3 separate regions of the Mus musculus genome follow, and regions 2 and 3 are each linked to region 1. The links are chromatin contacts, called in public HiChIP or PLAC-seq maps. All regions are on one chromosome and are shown on one strand. Each heading gives the region's core, a stretch centred on a gene start, on an enhancer-like site or on the middle of the called end of the contact. The rest is flanking DNA. Distances are from core to core; before and after follow the strand shown. Region 1 has its middle 23 kb from the start of Hormad2. Region 2 holds the start of Lif (leukemia inhibitory factor). Region 3 overlaps Gm11958 (predicted gene 11958).

The links. HiChIP or PLAC-seq counts read pairs in DNA pulled down with a chosen protein or histone mark.
Region 2: a contact with region 1 is called in an H3K27ac HiChIP or PLAC-seq map of embryonic stem cells, with 2.9 times the contacts expected there. The contact joins the promoter of Lif here to the enhancer-like site in region 1. A contact is called at or near these places in 8 of 39 promoter capture datasets (the C10 cell line, the HPC-7 cell line, cranial neural crest and 5 more), 8 of 15 datasets of contacts at CTCF or cohesin (CD8 T cells, the G1E-ER4 cell line, embryonic stem cells and 4 more), 72 of 484 Hi-C or Micro-C datasets (the AML12 cell line, B cells, B-cell progenitors and 40 more), 22 of 115 datasets of contacts at active chromatin or transcription factors (the 230-238 cell line, the HPC-7 cell line, Th17 cells and 11 more) and 4 of 9 other capture datasets (adipose tissue, liver, macrophages and 1 more).
Region 3: an H3K4me3 HiChIP or PLAC-seq map of embryonic stem cells shows a contact between it and region 1, with 3 times the contacts expected there. The contact joins two enhancer-like sites. A contact is called at or near these places in 1 of 484 Hi-C or Micro-C datasets (bone marrow-derived macrophages) and 3 of 115 datasets of contacts at active chromatin or transcription factors (embryonic stem cells and extraembryonic endoderm stem cells).

Annotation. Positions count from the first base shown.
Region 1 is chr11:4,461,799-4,466,910 of GRCm38.p6, reverse strand. No RefSeq gene overlaps it. Among named protein-coding and RNA genes, the nearest start is that of Hormad2, 23 kb to the right of the region's middle. Within about 2 kb of position 2,535, at least 5 of the 459 cell types and tissues checked have an H3K27ac peak or open chromatin away from gene starts, as enhancers often do. A contact at or near this core is called in embryonic stem cells and regulatory T cells, where this site is marked.
Region 2 is chr11:4,255,290-4,260,401 of GRCm38.p6, reverse strand. Lif (leukemia inhibitory factor) reads right to left here and starts at 2,834. Exons shown (of 4, transcript NM_008501.2): 1 at 2,714-2,834.
Region 3 is chr11:4,300,294-4,305,405 of GRCm38.p6, reverse strand. It overlaps Gm11958 (predicted gene 11958), which reads right to left. Exons shown (of 4, transcript NR_166831.1): 3 at 2,218-2,335; 4 at 1,258-1,935. Among named protein-coding and RNA genes, the nearest start is that of Gm11958, 17 kb to the right of the region's middle. Within about 2 kb of position 2,920, at least 121 of the 459 cell types and tissues checked have an H3K27ac peak or open chromatin away from gene starts, as enhancers often do. A contact at or near this core is called in embryonic stem cells, where this site is marked.

The DNA.
Region 1 (5,112 bases), core at 1,286-3,785:
CAGAGTATCACTGTAGCCCAGGCTGGTTTCAGACAAATGATCCTCCTGCCTCAGCCTCCCAGTTGTTACTGGACTTGTTACCAACTGGAGCCTGGGTCCTGGCAACCCTAACAAGCTACCTGCCCTCGATTAAACATCAAGCAGAGAAAGATTCGTTCAGTGTGGCCACTTCGGGAAGAGGAACAAATAAAGATGTCTGGTGACCCCCTCCCACCCATCCACCCTGCCCCAGGCACCTAGACTCATCTGTGGGGTGCTGGCATGTAGAGGGCTAGCTGTGCGCTTAACTAGGCTGGTGAAGGTGTGGACCCACTGTCATCATGTCTGGACTCCTGGCTCTGCTGCTAGGTGGTCTGACACACCAGAGTTTAGGAGCCTCTCCCTGGGAGACAATTTCTTCCTCAGCTGCTCCAGGCTTCAAACTTCCTTCCTGGATTGAAATTCCTGAGGAAATTCCACTCCCTGGGATCCATTGTTTTAAGAGTCTGGCAGCCAGAGGGAGGGCACAGTGTCTCCCTGGAGTGCCTCCTTCCACCCAGGATGGCACACAGGTTCATGTTGTAACCCTTGTCCCCATTCACTGTACAGGATCCCGTGACCTAGAAACACCGTTCCCATCCGCTCAGCAGCAACAGCATGCATTTGTTCACCTTTGACCTTCGCTACTCTGAGGCTACCACAGTTTGGAAATTTAGAACAGGGTTTTCTACCAGAGGAGCTGATATTGGGGTGTTACTAGGCTCCCCGCCCCTGAGGTCAGGGACCTCCTAGTCCTGTGGGTGGTTATTTTCTTTGCAGTGTGGTCCTTTTGCTTCAGAGACGGTATGAAGGGATCTCCCCCAAGGCAAAATCACCTCTCCTAAAATCCTTTTAGAAACCAAAGCCTTCTCTGTGCCAGGGCTTTTAAGGGTTCAGTGGGTTAGGCGAGGCCAGCTCAGGATGGCTGCTTTTGTGGTGTGGCAGGGTGGGGTGTTTTCTTGTTTCATTTATGGAAAGCATGTATTTTATTTTCCACTTAAATTACAAACTAACTGGGTGTGGTGGTACACACATTTAATTCCAGCACTTGCGAGGCAGAAGCTATTGGATCTCTGTGAGTTCAAGACCGGCCAAATCTTCAAAGAAAGTTCCAGAACAGACAAGGTGACACAGTGAGCCTTTATTTATCTCAAAATAAATAAAATATTAAAACTGCCAACCAGACTGGGCAGCTTGTGTCTCAGTGGTAGAGTTTTTTGGGGGGGGTAGGTGGGAGGTGGTGTTTCAAGATAGGGTTTCTCTGTGTAGCCCTGGTTGTCCTGGAACTCACTCTGTAGACCAGGCTGGCCTCAAACTCAGAAATCCACCTGCCTCTGCCTCCCAAGTGCTGGGATTAAAGGTGTGTGCCATCACTATCCAGCAGTGGTAGAGTTCTTGTCTATCATACATAAGACCCCAGCCCTGAGAGAGACAAAAATACAAACCAAATCAAACCAAGCCTGTCCAGTCTCTGCTGGCCTGTGTAACGCAGCTGCCTGGTAAAGCATCCACAAATCCTGTGCACACCCCAGGAAGGGCATGCATGGATCATCAGGAGATGCCCCTCGCTGGACAGCACTCACCCTGTACACAGAGGACCCATTGCTGTCCTATGCTCTAACATTCTTTTGTATGCTTCAGGACTCTTTTAATCGGAAGTTATGAAAAACAGTGTTTCTGGACTAAGCAATAGTCACATTTTAATTTTTTTCAAATGCACATATATTTTTGTAAAAGAAGAAAACTTTCTGGTGACTTAATGTCTCTCTGAACTTTCTAGGCTTGGCTTGGCTTAGTGCTAGTACATCTGCAAGGTGCTCAGATCAAGCCCCAGCACCTAAAAAAAGAAGCTTTGAACTGTGAATAATTTCCTGCAGTCCTGGGGGCAGGGGTAGGAACCAAACTCATGGCCTTGACTGAGCATGCTCAGCAAGTATTGCACCCCCAACCATACTCCCAGCTCACACCGCTCCCTTTGGAAGCCCATACTTAGTGATGGAGGTCTCACCCAGGCCAGAGTAGCCTCAAACTCACTCTGTAGCTCAAGATGACCTTGAACACCTGATCCGGCATCACTGCCTCCCTAATGCAGGAGTCACAGAGAAAAGTCTCCATGCCCTAAGAAAAACCGATGTGTCTGTCTGGAGTGCCTCTGCACAGGGGATTTGCTGCTTCCTCTGTTGATTTACACAGTCATTTATTAAAGTCAAAATAGATGCCTGTGGTGTTTACTTCATACCTGGGTTGCCATTCAGGACTGATGCGCTGACACTGCCAGTCTTTCAGAGATGGATGATCCTGTCTTTACATATAATCATCTCCTTAATAGCCCTGTGTCATACCATCTTTTCTAATTCTAAGAACAAATTTACATCCTACTTCATTTTTGTTGCTCAAATGAGTCCATTTTTGACATTGGCTTTTGTGGTGGTTTGAATGAAAATGGTGCTGATAGGCTCAGAGGGAGTGGCACTATTTGACAGGATTAGGAGACAAAGCCTTGTTGGAGTGGGTGTGGCCTTGTTTGGGGTGGGTGTGGCCACTGAGGGGTGGGCTTTGAGGTTCCAGAGGCCCAGGCCAGGCCCAGTGTCTCATTCTCCTCCTGCTGTCTGCCGATCCAGACATAGAACTCAACTATCTCTCCAGCATCATGTCTGCCTTCATCCTGCCATGTTTCCCACATGACAATAAGGACTAACCCCTCTGAAACTGTAAGCTGGCCCCAATTAAAGGTTTTCCTTTATAAGAGTTGCTGCGGTCATGGTGTCTCTTCCCAGCAATAGAAACCCTGACTAAGACAGCATGCTTTTGGTGAACCCCTCTGCCCATAAAAACCATCTTCATGGGTTTTCTTATTGGTAATGTCATCATTTTGGTTTTTAAGAAATCTGTGCTTTCTCCTCTATAGGGACCCCACCCTCATCACTGTATGCAGTCATGTGTGGCATAAGGACATCCTGGGCAATGGCAGACAGAGTGTGTCAGTGGTCCCAGGGAATTAGGATGGAACTGAAATTTTCCTATTGCCTAATTATATCATGGTCATCATACCATCACTGTACAATGCATTAGTCAACTGTTTGGGCTGGTGCTGCTGTCAACAGACCTGCTGTGCCACAATGGTACATGCAGATCTATGCAGTGCGGAGTGTTCCTGGGGCTGGCTTACTGTTCACACCCTGTGGGTGGCACACCCAGGGCTTCCCATGTGCTAGGCAAGCTCTCTCCCACTGAACTGCATCTCCAGCACACACACCTCTCTTTTTTCATATTAAATCAGGTCTCACTAAGTTGCCCAGGCTAGACTCGAACCTGTAATCTCCCTGCTTTAGTTTCTTGAGTCGCTGAGACTGCAGGCGTGTGCCACTATAGTCAGCTGGGATTACTTTTTCTTATAGTTTTTAAAAATAACTGCATGTTGGAGTTATGAATTTCTTCCTTCCTTTGTTTTTGTTGTTGGCGTTTTGTTTTGTTTTGTTTTGTTTTGTTTTGTTTTGTTTTGTTTCTTCTTGAGCTCTGACTTTCCTGGAACTTGCTCTGTAGACTGGGTTGGCCTTGAACTCAGAGATAGGCTTGCCTCTGCCTCCTGAATGCTAGATGTGCGTGTTGCAGCTCTGCAGGGAAAGGCTTCCCCTACAGAAGTGTCACAGCTTTGCTTCAGCTGCAGCACAGCAAAAGCTCTGCTCAAGTGTTGCCACTTTACTCAGAGAGCTATCCTGGCAGTCAGGAGCCAAGGACTACCACAAAGTCACACCACACAACAAACCTCACACAAGAGACTTACTGGGAGGGGAAAACCCAGGAGGGCGGCTGCCTCTGTTCTTGTGAGAAGCAGCAGGGAGCTGAGCAAAGAGAAAGGTTTATGTGAGATTTCTTGGGGGTGGGGGTGGGAGTGGGGGGTGGAGCTTTCCAGGGTGAGGATTGGTGGAATTTCAAGTCCTGAGTTGGGTGAGCTTAGAATTAGTCGGGTTTTGAGTTCAGGGATTGGTGGGTTTCTGTGACAAGCTCAGGGGTTGGTAGAATTCTGTTTCTTAGCCCTGGTCTTGGGGTCAAGTCTAGGTCAGTGTGTTCTTTCCTTGGTCTTTTTATCCTACACCGGGTGCTACCACTACCAGGCTGAATTATAAACTTCCAGTTAAACACACAGACCATCCCAGCTTACATTGGTTTGACATTTTCAGCTTTAGGATGACGGTGTGAAAATGATGCCCACTGAGTAACAACTGCTCTCTTCTGAATGTTACTATGGGCTAGTGATGTACAGAATGCTCATCTCAGCCACTCCGAGGTATTTTACCTAGGTCCCAGGCATCTTTACCTTTGTGAGAGAAAGCAACCATGCATAAAATAGGTTTGCTGAGACACAGCCCCACCGTAAGAGGAGGAGCATCTTCATGCACTAAAAACCGCTGTCTTTGTTGCTTACAAAGCTGTATCATTCCTTCAGACCTCCCATTCTAAACTCTGTTCTGCCACGCAAAACTCTCTGTTGGGCTGGCTTCCTAATCAGGAAGAAAAACAGGGAGCACTAGACAGACTAGGGAGCACTAGAAGACACAGTGTGAATAGGAGTGCTCACCCCTGTTTTCCGTGGTGCTCCAGCCAGTTCCCATGAAGACAGTACTTGGTGGCAGTTTTCAGCCCCCTGTGGCCATCCTAATACAGGTCAGGTTCTACCTGATGAAGTTAGAATAATGGCCTTCCAATGGTGAACAGTTCCTAATCCTTCAAACCCTTTGAATATGCTGTTTTCTAACTCAAATGGGACTGCAGAGATGATTACAGTGAGCAGTCAGAGATGGGAAACTGTCTTGACCAACCTCACTGTGTCCTTAACATAGATGATGTGTAGAGGGGCCAGGGTCAGAGAGGTGCGATATGCCAGGACTCATTAGGCCAGCATTGGAGATGGGGAGGAAAGCAAGCCAGAAATGGAAGGTCCAGGGAGGGGTGTCCTTTTAGGGGCTTCTGTAAAGGAACACAGGCTATTCAGACACTTGAGTTCCTCACTCAGTGAGTTAGAATGAGAATGGCTGTTGAGGTATGCAAAGGAGCAGAGTTAAGAACACCGCACTGAGTTTTAGTTAGACAGTG
Region 2 (5,112 bases), core at 1,585-4,084, 210 kb after region 1:
GGATGTTAGGAAGGGGAGACATGAGGGAGATGAGAGAGAAGAATGAAGGGTTCCATAGTGAGGTGAGGGTGGGAGAAAGACTCGTCAGAGTGAAGTGTCTACTTCCTGGGAAAGAAAAGAATAAGCTTTCGGCTGTGGGGACAGAAGCAGGTGGAGCTGCCCGGACAGTGGGCCATAGCCAGGACTGGCTATCCTGTCAGGAAGCACAGGGTCAATCAACTCTTGTCTCATACTAGTCCCAAAACCTGGGGTCTCTGCAAATCTCGAAGACCCTTCCAGGGCTCAAGATTGGCATGCCAGTCTCAGGGACACCCCCCCCCCAATCCACTCCAGAAAATCATACAGAGTGCTCAGAAGACCCCCTAAGGCCTCCAGCCCACTCCCATTTCTCCTTTGTCACACTTGGAAACTGAAGCTCAGGAGTTGAATTGTCCAGGGTCACCGAAGATGCAAAACCCCGCGTTCCCACCCTAGCCCGCCCTCTCTGAAGTAAGGCCAGGGACATCTAACGGGTAGTTGGGACAGCTAGGAGATGCTCAGGGCAGCAAGATCTGTCAGGAGCTCTGGGGCCAGTCATCCCAGGGGAGCAACCCTCGCTGCCTAAGTGCTCCAGGTAGCCAGTGCTTATCAGCCACAGGGCTCCGTGACAAAATCCACTCTGATCTCCTGCCCAGCTAACCTCACCCCACCTGACCCCTGGATCCTGCTTCTGTTCCCTGCCTTTCCAGGTGAGACCTGTGCCCAACCCTCATGTCACCCCTCAGCTGTGGCATCTCCTCTGCGAAGACTTGGACCTGCAGGCTGAGAGGGAAGACTATCTTAGAGGGAAGATGGTTCTCTGTAACAGTCATCTTAGCACCCCCCACCACCACACAGAGTCCTTGCCTGTCTTTCCAAGCAGGGTGCGACTCTGTTAGCTGGAACAGAGGGGCCGTGGACCCTGGAGTCTGTCAGACCTTAGACTCAGATTTAGTTGTCATTTACAAGGTGCGCCACCTCAGGCAGGTGGCGTCATCATTTAAACCTCAGCTACGACGTGTGCAAAATTGATAACAGGATCGTCAATCTTAAGTTGGCAAAGCCACAAGATACACCTTTATTATAGACATCTTTATCTGGTACAGCTGCAAAGGTGAGACCCAGAGAAAGCATGCCACTTTGCCAAAGCCACACAACAAGTCAGTGGGCCATCCTTGATAATATATGCCCTGGTGCTTGTCCTGGGTTCCAAGACTTCCAAACTAGTTTGCTTGTGAAGATTCCAGAGAGGACTCGCTCCCTGAGATCCTACTGCCTTGATTAGATCCAGTCATTGACGCCGGGGGTGTGGATGGGCTCCCTCTATAACCTTGAAACCTGAACTTAGGGTTCTTTGCCCTGTAAACGCTTAGCAGCTCCAAGCCCTGGTCAGCAGCGCCACCTGCTGCCCAGAATCAGCAAGTACAGTCGGCTCGCCAGCTCGCCTGTTCAGTCCGTACCAGTAGGTGGGTGGGGCTGGATAACTGGATTTGAGGAAGTGAGTGGGTGTCTGGGGTGCAGGATGGGGGTGGGCAGAGGCCATTCACCAACACAAGGGAAGAAGGCTCCTCTTGGGGGCTTCCAGAGCTTTGTCCTAATATCTGCAAGGTGTAGCCCAAAAGACTGGCCACAAGGAGGTGCCAGAACCACATTCAGTGGTCAATGGGGCACAGCCTTGCCATGGCTCTGGGGGAGGGGGCAGTGGCCTTTTCCTGGTCCTGCTACCTGCTCCCACCTTGTCCTGACAGTTCTTCCAGGTGGGGATCAGACTGTCAACTTCGCAGGGGGCCACGGTGACCCAGAGAAGGAAAATGAACTGCCCAAATTCACACAGCAAGAGGCAAGAATCAAAGCAAACTAAACCACTTGGTTGTACAGACTAGTCCCAGGCTCCCCTTACTGTCCTGTCCCGGCATGGCATGACATGGACAGGATCCTGGGAACAATGTCCCCTCCTTTTGTCAGCCCCCTAGCAGGTTTGGAGGAACACTGACAAATTAGAGGTAAGAGCCTCTTGGAATTTTGGATGCCAAGCACCCAACGCAGGGGGCTCTTGCACAGACTTGGTTTTTGTTTTTCTCTCTTTGTCACTGTCCTGGAGCTCGGATGCGGGGGGGACGAAGACCGGCCAAGCTCCGATCTGGCCCAAGGTCAAAGGCAGAGGAGTAATGACCTTGGCTGATCAAGTTCCCCAGAGCACCCATGATGGTCCCCGTGGACTGCTGCAGCCCATTTTGAATGGACAGGGACGGCCCTCCACTGCTCCATCTACCGGAGGGTAAATGAGGCCTCTGCAAGCTCAGAACTCTAGAAAAAGAAAAGGGATTTGAGTCCCCTGGGGATGCAGAAATCATGACTGCCTTTAGAATCAGGCTGACCCTACCACGATGGCACAATGCAAGCCTGGAATCCATGTGCTCTCTCCACTGCCCTTTACCCATCCTGTGAACTTTAACCCACGGGACACTTCCACAGCTGGTCTCTCCAGCTTTGCTTGGCCATCCTCCAAGAGAGACTTCCAAGCCTGACTTACAATGCATCCATTACAGACAGGGAGAGCGAATGCTGGAGGGTTGTGTGGGCCAGCAGGTGCCCCTGATCCACAGGGGAGCAACTGATGGACCATCTACCCTCCTGGGGATAAGTGTGGGGTGCAGCAGTGCCCCTCCGCCCTGCCCCCTCAAGGGAATCCTACCGTGGTCTCGCAGCCCTCCACAGTCTGCACAGTTGTCCAGTCTTCAGGGTGACACCATCGTTGTTGGGCCCCTCTGCTTCCCTCTCCTCCTGAGGCTCCTCTGGCGTTGGCTCCTCACCCTGCCCCCCACCTGACTTCCGTCTGAAGTTGGTGGCCTGAGGCTCCCCCCACTTCCACCCCACCCCCAAGCTGAGGACCAGAGAGGTAGAGCACCCACACCACAGATGGAGCCTGACACGGTGGTGGGAAAGGTGTTGTTAGAAGGAGAAGCAGGGCTGGGTGTGGGGAGGGGGCGTCCCTGTACTTGATGCCCCTGGGCTGCGTGGCAAAGCCACTATGGCCTGAGTCACAGCTGACTGGGCCGCGCCTAGCCTGTCTGGGTGACCCAAGCCAGCATAAGGCAATGACTGGGCAGCTCTCCTCATGACCAGCTGGGGTCAACCTTAGGTGTTTTGACTCAGACCTGCCACAGGCTGTGTGCACAGCTACCATCCTCTGTCTCTGTCCCAAGAGCCACAGGCCTATAGCTGCCCCTGTCCCAGCCCCCACCTCATAACCCGGGGAGCTACCTGGCCCTTCTGATCTGCAATCAGCCCCAGGCTTCAGGGCCCCACCTGCTGTGGGACCTTCGTCCCTCCCTGGACAAGCCCTGCCCTTGGGAATACTCCGGGAAGCAAGGAACTTTGTTGCCTGTGCTGCTGAGGGCCTCTTGATTCTCTGTGGACTGTGACCTTTTTCTTGGTGCTACAAGGAGTTCTGTAGACTGCCTGGGCAGGCTTGCCATGGACGGCCAGAAGATGGTTGGGGACAGGGACTAAGAGAGGAGAGATACAGAAAAGAAAAAAGAAAAAAAAGCAATCAAGAAGGGATTAAGGAAGGGACTGAGAGAAGGAGAGAGGGAGGAAGGGAGGAAGGGAGGGAGGGAGGGAAGGGAAAGGGGGGAGGAGAGTAAAGTATAAAGAGAGGGAGAGAAGGAGGGACTGTTGACAGTTTTCAAACCTGCCTAGAGCAATATTAGTCCTACACTTTTCCCAGGAAACCCTGTTTTAGGGAAGTGGGCTCCAACAACACACAGTGCAGAGGCAAAACTGAGGCTTGGCCTATGAGTAAGATAAGGGCAGAGGTCACAATCTTTTCACCTGTAAGGTCTTCGTCTCTCACTGAAGAGAAAAATAATCACGCTAAAGTTGGGATGAAGGGGTGGAGTGCAGAAATGTCTTGGTGAACAGTACTCCCCTTTAACCTCTGTAGGGCCCAGGACACCAGGACCAGGTGAAACACTGCACACATAAAGTCATTTTAAAACTGGGGCTGGGCGGTGGCGCACACCTTTAATCCCAGCACTCAGGAAGCAGAGGCAGGTAGGTGGATCTCTGTGTTCAAGGCCAGCCTGGTCTACAGAGTGAGTTCCAGGACAGCCAGAGGAGAAACTCTGTCTCAGAAAACAGTAATAACAACAACAACAACCTGGGACAGCGGTTAGCAGATGGCTCTGTGGGTAAAGTGCTTGATATGCAAGCCTAACCCCCTGAGCTTGAATCTCTACATGGCAGCAGCCTCTGACCCCCAGGACTGGGAGGCAGAGACTGAGAGATCTCAGATGCATGCTGGCCAAGCAGCCTGGGCAAATGTCAGTGTCTAGATTCAATGAGATACTGTGTCCAGAAAAATAAGGTGGATGCGGCTGGGGAGATGGCGCAGTGGTTAAGATATTTGCTGCTCCTGTAGAGGATCCAGGTTCAGTCCCAGTACCCACAAGCTGACTTACAGTTCCAAAGGATGCCACATCCTCTTCCAACCTTTGGGGGCATCAGTTGCACAGATAGACACGCAGAGAAAACACAATATGCATAAGATAAATACATCTAAAGAAGAAATGATGAGTTGGAGGGACTGGAGAGAGGGCTCGGTGGTTGAAGTACGGGAGCACTTTGACAGACGATTCAAATTTGTTTCCCAAAATTTATGTCAGGTGACTCACAACTGCCTGTGACCCCCGCTCCAGAGGCCTCTACAGGCACCCATACTCACACGCACATATACACATAATTTTAAAATAAACATAAAATCATTTTTTAAATGCAGGGTTTAATTTAATGCAGGGTTTAAATGCACTGCTGTCCTGGAACTCGCTCTGTAGACCAGGCTGGCCTCAAACTCACAGAGATCCTCCTGCCTCTGCCTCCCAAGTGCTGGGGTTAATGGTGGTACCAAATAAGTCTTTCTTCTTTTTTAAAGGAATTATTATTTAATAAATGTTTGTGAGTACACTGTTGCTATCTTCAGACACACCAGAAGAGAGCATCAGATCCCATTACAAATGGTTGTGAGCCACTATGAGGTTGCTGGGAATTGAACTCAGGACCTCTGAGGAGCAGTCAATGCTCTTAACCACTGAG
Region 3 (5,112 bases), core at 1,671-4,170, 160 kb after region 1:
TTAAGCTTGCCTGGGGGAGGGGCATCTTTAATCAGCAGAAACACTCACCTGACCCCATTCTCAATACACTCCATCCCACTCAGGCCTGGTTTCCAGAGGGGCTGGTGGGCGCTGACTCAGCGTTTGTCTCCCCATGGTGCCATTTTGCATTCTTAGTATTTTTTGTTATTGTGTTCTGATGGCTTGTAGGGCTGGCCTCTCCTTCCTCTTCAGAATTGCCTTTGTCATTTTCTCCTGAACAATAAATATAGATTTTTTTTAATTAATAAGTTCTGTGGTGACTTTTATTGAAATTTGGAGCTAAAAAAATTTATAAATCTAATTTTCTTAAACAATACCCATTTCATTTATATCTCCTTTAAGATCTCCTTTTATTGAAAATAGATTTTCCATCCTCACATAAGGTATCCTGAGTACAGCTTCTCCTCCCTCCCTCTGCCTATCACTCTTCATCAGAGCCCACACGAGGTTGTTGCTAGGTGTCATGGCCTCGAATACTGTTGTTATCTGAATGTTAATTTATAGTTGCAGTAGCCCGTGGGGACAGTTGAATGCCTCGACTTGTTTCTCTTGTATTTATCTTACATCCAATAACAAGCCTTTTTACTAGCTTAGTAGCCTTTGGGTTTCAAAAGCAACCACATGGTTGCGAAGAATGATATAAAAGTAAAGGCAGGTAACGGTTCAAAGTATTAATGTCCCAGGACTACTGTAATAAAATACCACAAACAAGGTGATCTAAAGAGGTCATAAGGAGGTCAACTGCGGTCACAGACTCCTGTAGCCCCAGCACTCACCAGGCTAAAGCAGGATTGTCGGTTCAAGCCCAGTGGGGGGAACATACATGAGCCTTCTCAAAAAACCAGAAATGCAAATCCAACCAATGTATATTCTCTCTGTGTTCTGGAGGCCAGAAGTCAACATGTCAGTGATTAATTCCTCCTGAAAGCTCTGCGCACAGGGCTATCCCATGCCTCCCTCTGGGCTCCCAGGGGCTTGGCAATCATGCCATCTCTCATGGCTGTGATGATCCAATTCCTGCCTCTCTCTTCACGTGGCTTTCTTCCCATGTGTCAATCTCCAAATCTCTCCCTCAGAAGACTGCCAGGCTTGGCCTTTTATGGCCTCATCTTGGCTTGACTCTCCAAAAACTAGCAAACAAGGTCATAATCTCAGGTACTGTCAACGATTGCTGGGACAGAGGCACACCGACGCTTCCATGCCTAAGGAGTCCTTTCATTCTCTCAGGAGGCGTGGTTGGGTTTATTAAAAACAAAGAGGAAGGTTTTATTTAAGGAAAGAATAAGGCACACTAAAGAGTGTGGTGTGGGCTTAAGAAAGGGTCAAGTCAAGCGCCAGCATTTGCTGTGCAGACGCTTTCGGCGGTTCTCAGTACATCTCAAAGGTTGCTAAGAAGCCTTTTTTTTTCTTTTTTCTTTTTTCTTTTTGGTAAATGGATTATAGGGTGGGATTATAATCTGATAAGGTAAAAACCAGAAGCCACTGGAGTTGCACAAGGGATTTAGAATGTGTCTTTTACTGTAAATGAGGCTTCTGGTTAGAGTCCTAGAAAATTGTAGGCTTCTAGCTGGGAAGGGGGAATGACCTTAAGCAAATGTTGCTAATGGTGCTGGAGTTCTTGATCCTTAGTTGGTGAGGAGCTTAAGCCTGGGTGAGGGGCTCCTTCCTCCTCCCACGTCACCATCATTTTCTCTATCTTCCTGTCCTTCTTGGTACCCAAGGGGGTTGGAACATCAAGGTATGGGCAGGGGTGCACGCGGCCTTACAATTTCTAAAGTTCTTTAACGTGGGGACCACATCTCAGTAAGTATTGGACACTCAGCTCATGATGAGATGAAAGCGACCATGCCATGAAGGATCTTCTTTCCGGGATGAGACATAGTCATGAGAACTGTTTTCAGCTTGGCTGCAGGCCTGTGGAGACACATAATGTCCACCTTCACATAATCACAGGGCTTTCCTGGTATACCTCTTCAGTATCGTTCCGGGGATGGCATTCAGGGGGAAGTTGGGATTGGCTCAAAATACTTTTGGCTCAAAGACTCAAAGGATCTCTGAACTGTGGCTGTCTAGCTCGGCCGTGTACCCGGAGCAGTAGTGAGTGACCTCACTCTTCACTCATCTGACAAATATGTACAAGGCCTATTGTGTGCCAAGTGGCAGACCCGGGGCAGGGACTGAGACAATGGCAGACACCTGAGAGCTGCAGCCTGGCCTTCAGGAAGCCTGCTGGTGGCTCCTCCGAAAAGGTCTTGCAGCTGGCTAGGCACGTGCTGCAGGGCTTCAGAGTTGACACGCAAGATCTTCATGATCCCTAAGGAGTCAATGAAGAAATGTGTCAATGAAAAAAGAATCCAGGGTGAAGAGAGGGAGAATGTTTTAAACCCAGATTTAAGCGAACACAGCCTTGCCTTGGCAGATCACACGCACAAGAGCGGGCTCCCTCACACTATCACACAAGCCGGACCCTCAGCAGAGAATTTTTATCTGCAGAAGTGTCAGCTTCTAGCCTCCTGCTTCCAATTACAGTGTTCTAGCCTTACCCCACCCACCCTGTACTCCACAAACAAACAGCTTAGACCCGCCGCCGCTGCTGCTGTTGCTGCGGCTGGAACCTCCTCCACTTAGATATCAAATCCCTCTCCTAAATTGCAGCAGACAAAATAGCTGAAGTCCTAGGTGTTTCCCCTCTGCCCAGGACACCCAGCCAGGGAAAGCAAATTGAGAAGCCTAAATCAAAGGTTTTCAACAGAGCCAGGCCCCAGGGTGGGAGGGAGAGGCCTCTGCTTTCAGCTCTCAGCCTCTGCTGTTACTTCTTGAGCCAAAACAAAGCCGGTCCCAGGGAAGTTAATCTGCCCTGGATAGAACAGGGCCACTCCCTGAGGTACAGAGCCAGCTGTGGGCCCAGAGCAACCAGGCCCAGGAAGCTGGGCCTGATGAGGCTGTGGGCCTAAGAGGGAGTGGCTACCACTAAGGACTGGATCTGCATCTGCATGCTTGCCTGCTGCCTCTTGATTGATTGTAAAGATAAGTGTGTTTTAAAAGATTTATGGGGGCAGGGCGTGGTGATGCACACCTTTAATCCCTGAACTGGGGAGGCAGAGACAGGTGGATCTCTGAGAGTTTCGAGGCTAGCCTGATCTACATAGTTTCCGGACAGACAGGGCTACACAGTAAAACAAGACAAAACAAACAAACAAGCAAAAAAACCAAAACAAAACCAAAATTGGGGCTGGAGGCCCACCTCCCACGGGAATGCACTGGCATACACAAAACCCTAGATTGGAGTTCCAGTGTAACACAAACTAGACATCTGGGCACGGTAGCACTTGCCTCTAGTCCACGGGGTAGAGGACAGAGGCAGAGGATAGGAAGTTCAAGGTCATCCCAAAGCCAAGGGTAGCCTAGGCTATACAAGATCCTGTCAAATATTTACCCTCATACTCTTAGGCACACGTGTACACACACACATACACACACACACACACTTTAACACACATGAACCTTTACACTTATGAAAACACACTCTCGCACATGCACACCCATCCTTCCTAACACAGATGCCTTTCTGGGTTTGTGTTGGATTTGTCAAGAGATGAAACAGTCCCTTGGTATGTCCCATGTGCACCGTACCAAGCTGTACCCTGGTTTTCACACATCCCTGGTAGCTCTTCTCTCCAGGAGCCTTATGAGGCTCTGTGAAACAACAACATGACCTACCCTTTGATGACCACACAGAGCCCAGGACTTTGCACAGGACTAACTTCTGTTTAAAGCTGACAGTCAGGCTGGAGAGATGGCTCAGTGGTTAAGAGCACTGACTCCTCTTCCAGAGGACCTGGGTTCAATTCCCAGCAACTACATGGTGGCTCACAACCATCTGCAATAGAATCCAGCACCCTCTTCTGGTGTGTCTGAAGTCTGAAGACAGCAACAGTGTACTCACATACATAAAATAAATCTTAAAAAAAAAAAAGCTGACAGTCTGTCTCACATAGACTGTACAGGTCAGCCGACACTGGTACAGAACAGGTCTCTAGCCACCCATTGTGGAGAAAACACAGACAACAGCTGAGTCTCAGATTCTCGGTCAGAAAAAGAGGCGAGGGCACCTGCCTCCCAGAGTCTGGGTCAGTCGGTGAAGCTCCACACGCGGGGAGGGAACTTGTTCTGTTTTGCTGCCTTAGGTCACCAGAATTTCCAGGCTCCCAGTTTACAGGGCACTGGCCATGTTGGGATTGGAAGCTAATGATATCTAAGTAGAAAACACTAAGGCAAACCAATTTGTGTTGTAGCCATTCCAGGGGACATGTTACAAGCTATCCAGCCACCCCAGCCCTCTCCCCAGCTAACAGAGACATTTCTAGAGACCTGAGGGGGGGCGGGGAATTGATAGGCTATGAGGAAGGAGAGCCCAAGCAAAACCTGACAGAGCTCCCAGGCTGCTGCCTGGAACATCTGGACCAATGCTGATGGGCACAGAGGAGAAGAACAGCTGCCAAACCAGCTCTTGGCAGGAGCCCTGAGAGCTGCCCCAGGCGGCCAGAGCAGACACTGGGACTTCTTCCTTCTGGAGCTGACCCGGAAGGTGGCTGAGATGTGGAAACAGCAGCTGAGTTCTCTTCCCACCAACTGCCTCTGGGTCTCAGTTTCTCCATCTGGAAGATGGGAAGTTCAGCAAAGCTAAACCAGCCCTCATCTGGGAGGACAAAATAAGCGTAATTTCGTGAGTGTGGGACACCATACTGCACACTAAGACAATTCCAGAGATGGCAGTTGTCACAGTCACTTTACATGAGAGACAAGGCCCACATCTAAAGTAGGGTGAGGATTTGAACCCACAGCTATTTGTCTCTTAACCTCAGCGCTAGCCTGCCGAGGACGGACAGGTGTGAGTCTCCCGGCTCTTTGTGTCTGCCTCTTGCGTGTCTTCCTTGAGTAGGCAATAAAAACAGAGAACCAGAATCCCAGGGTCATATTGCCTTCCATACCTACCCTGTTTCCACACCTCAGGATCCCCCGTGGTCCCTGGGAAGACAACCTGGGGGCGGGGCTAAGCTGGGGGCTCTGTGAACCCGTGAGGACACAGTG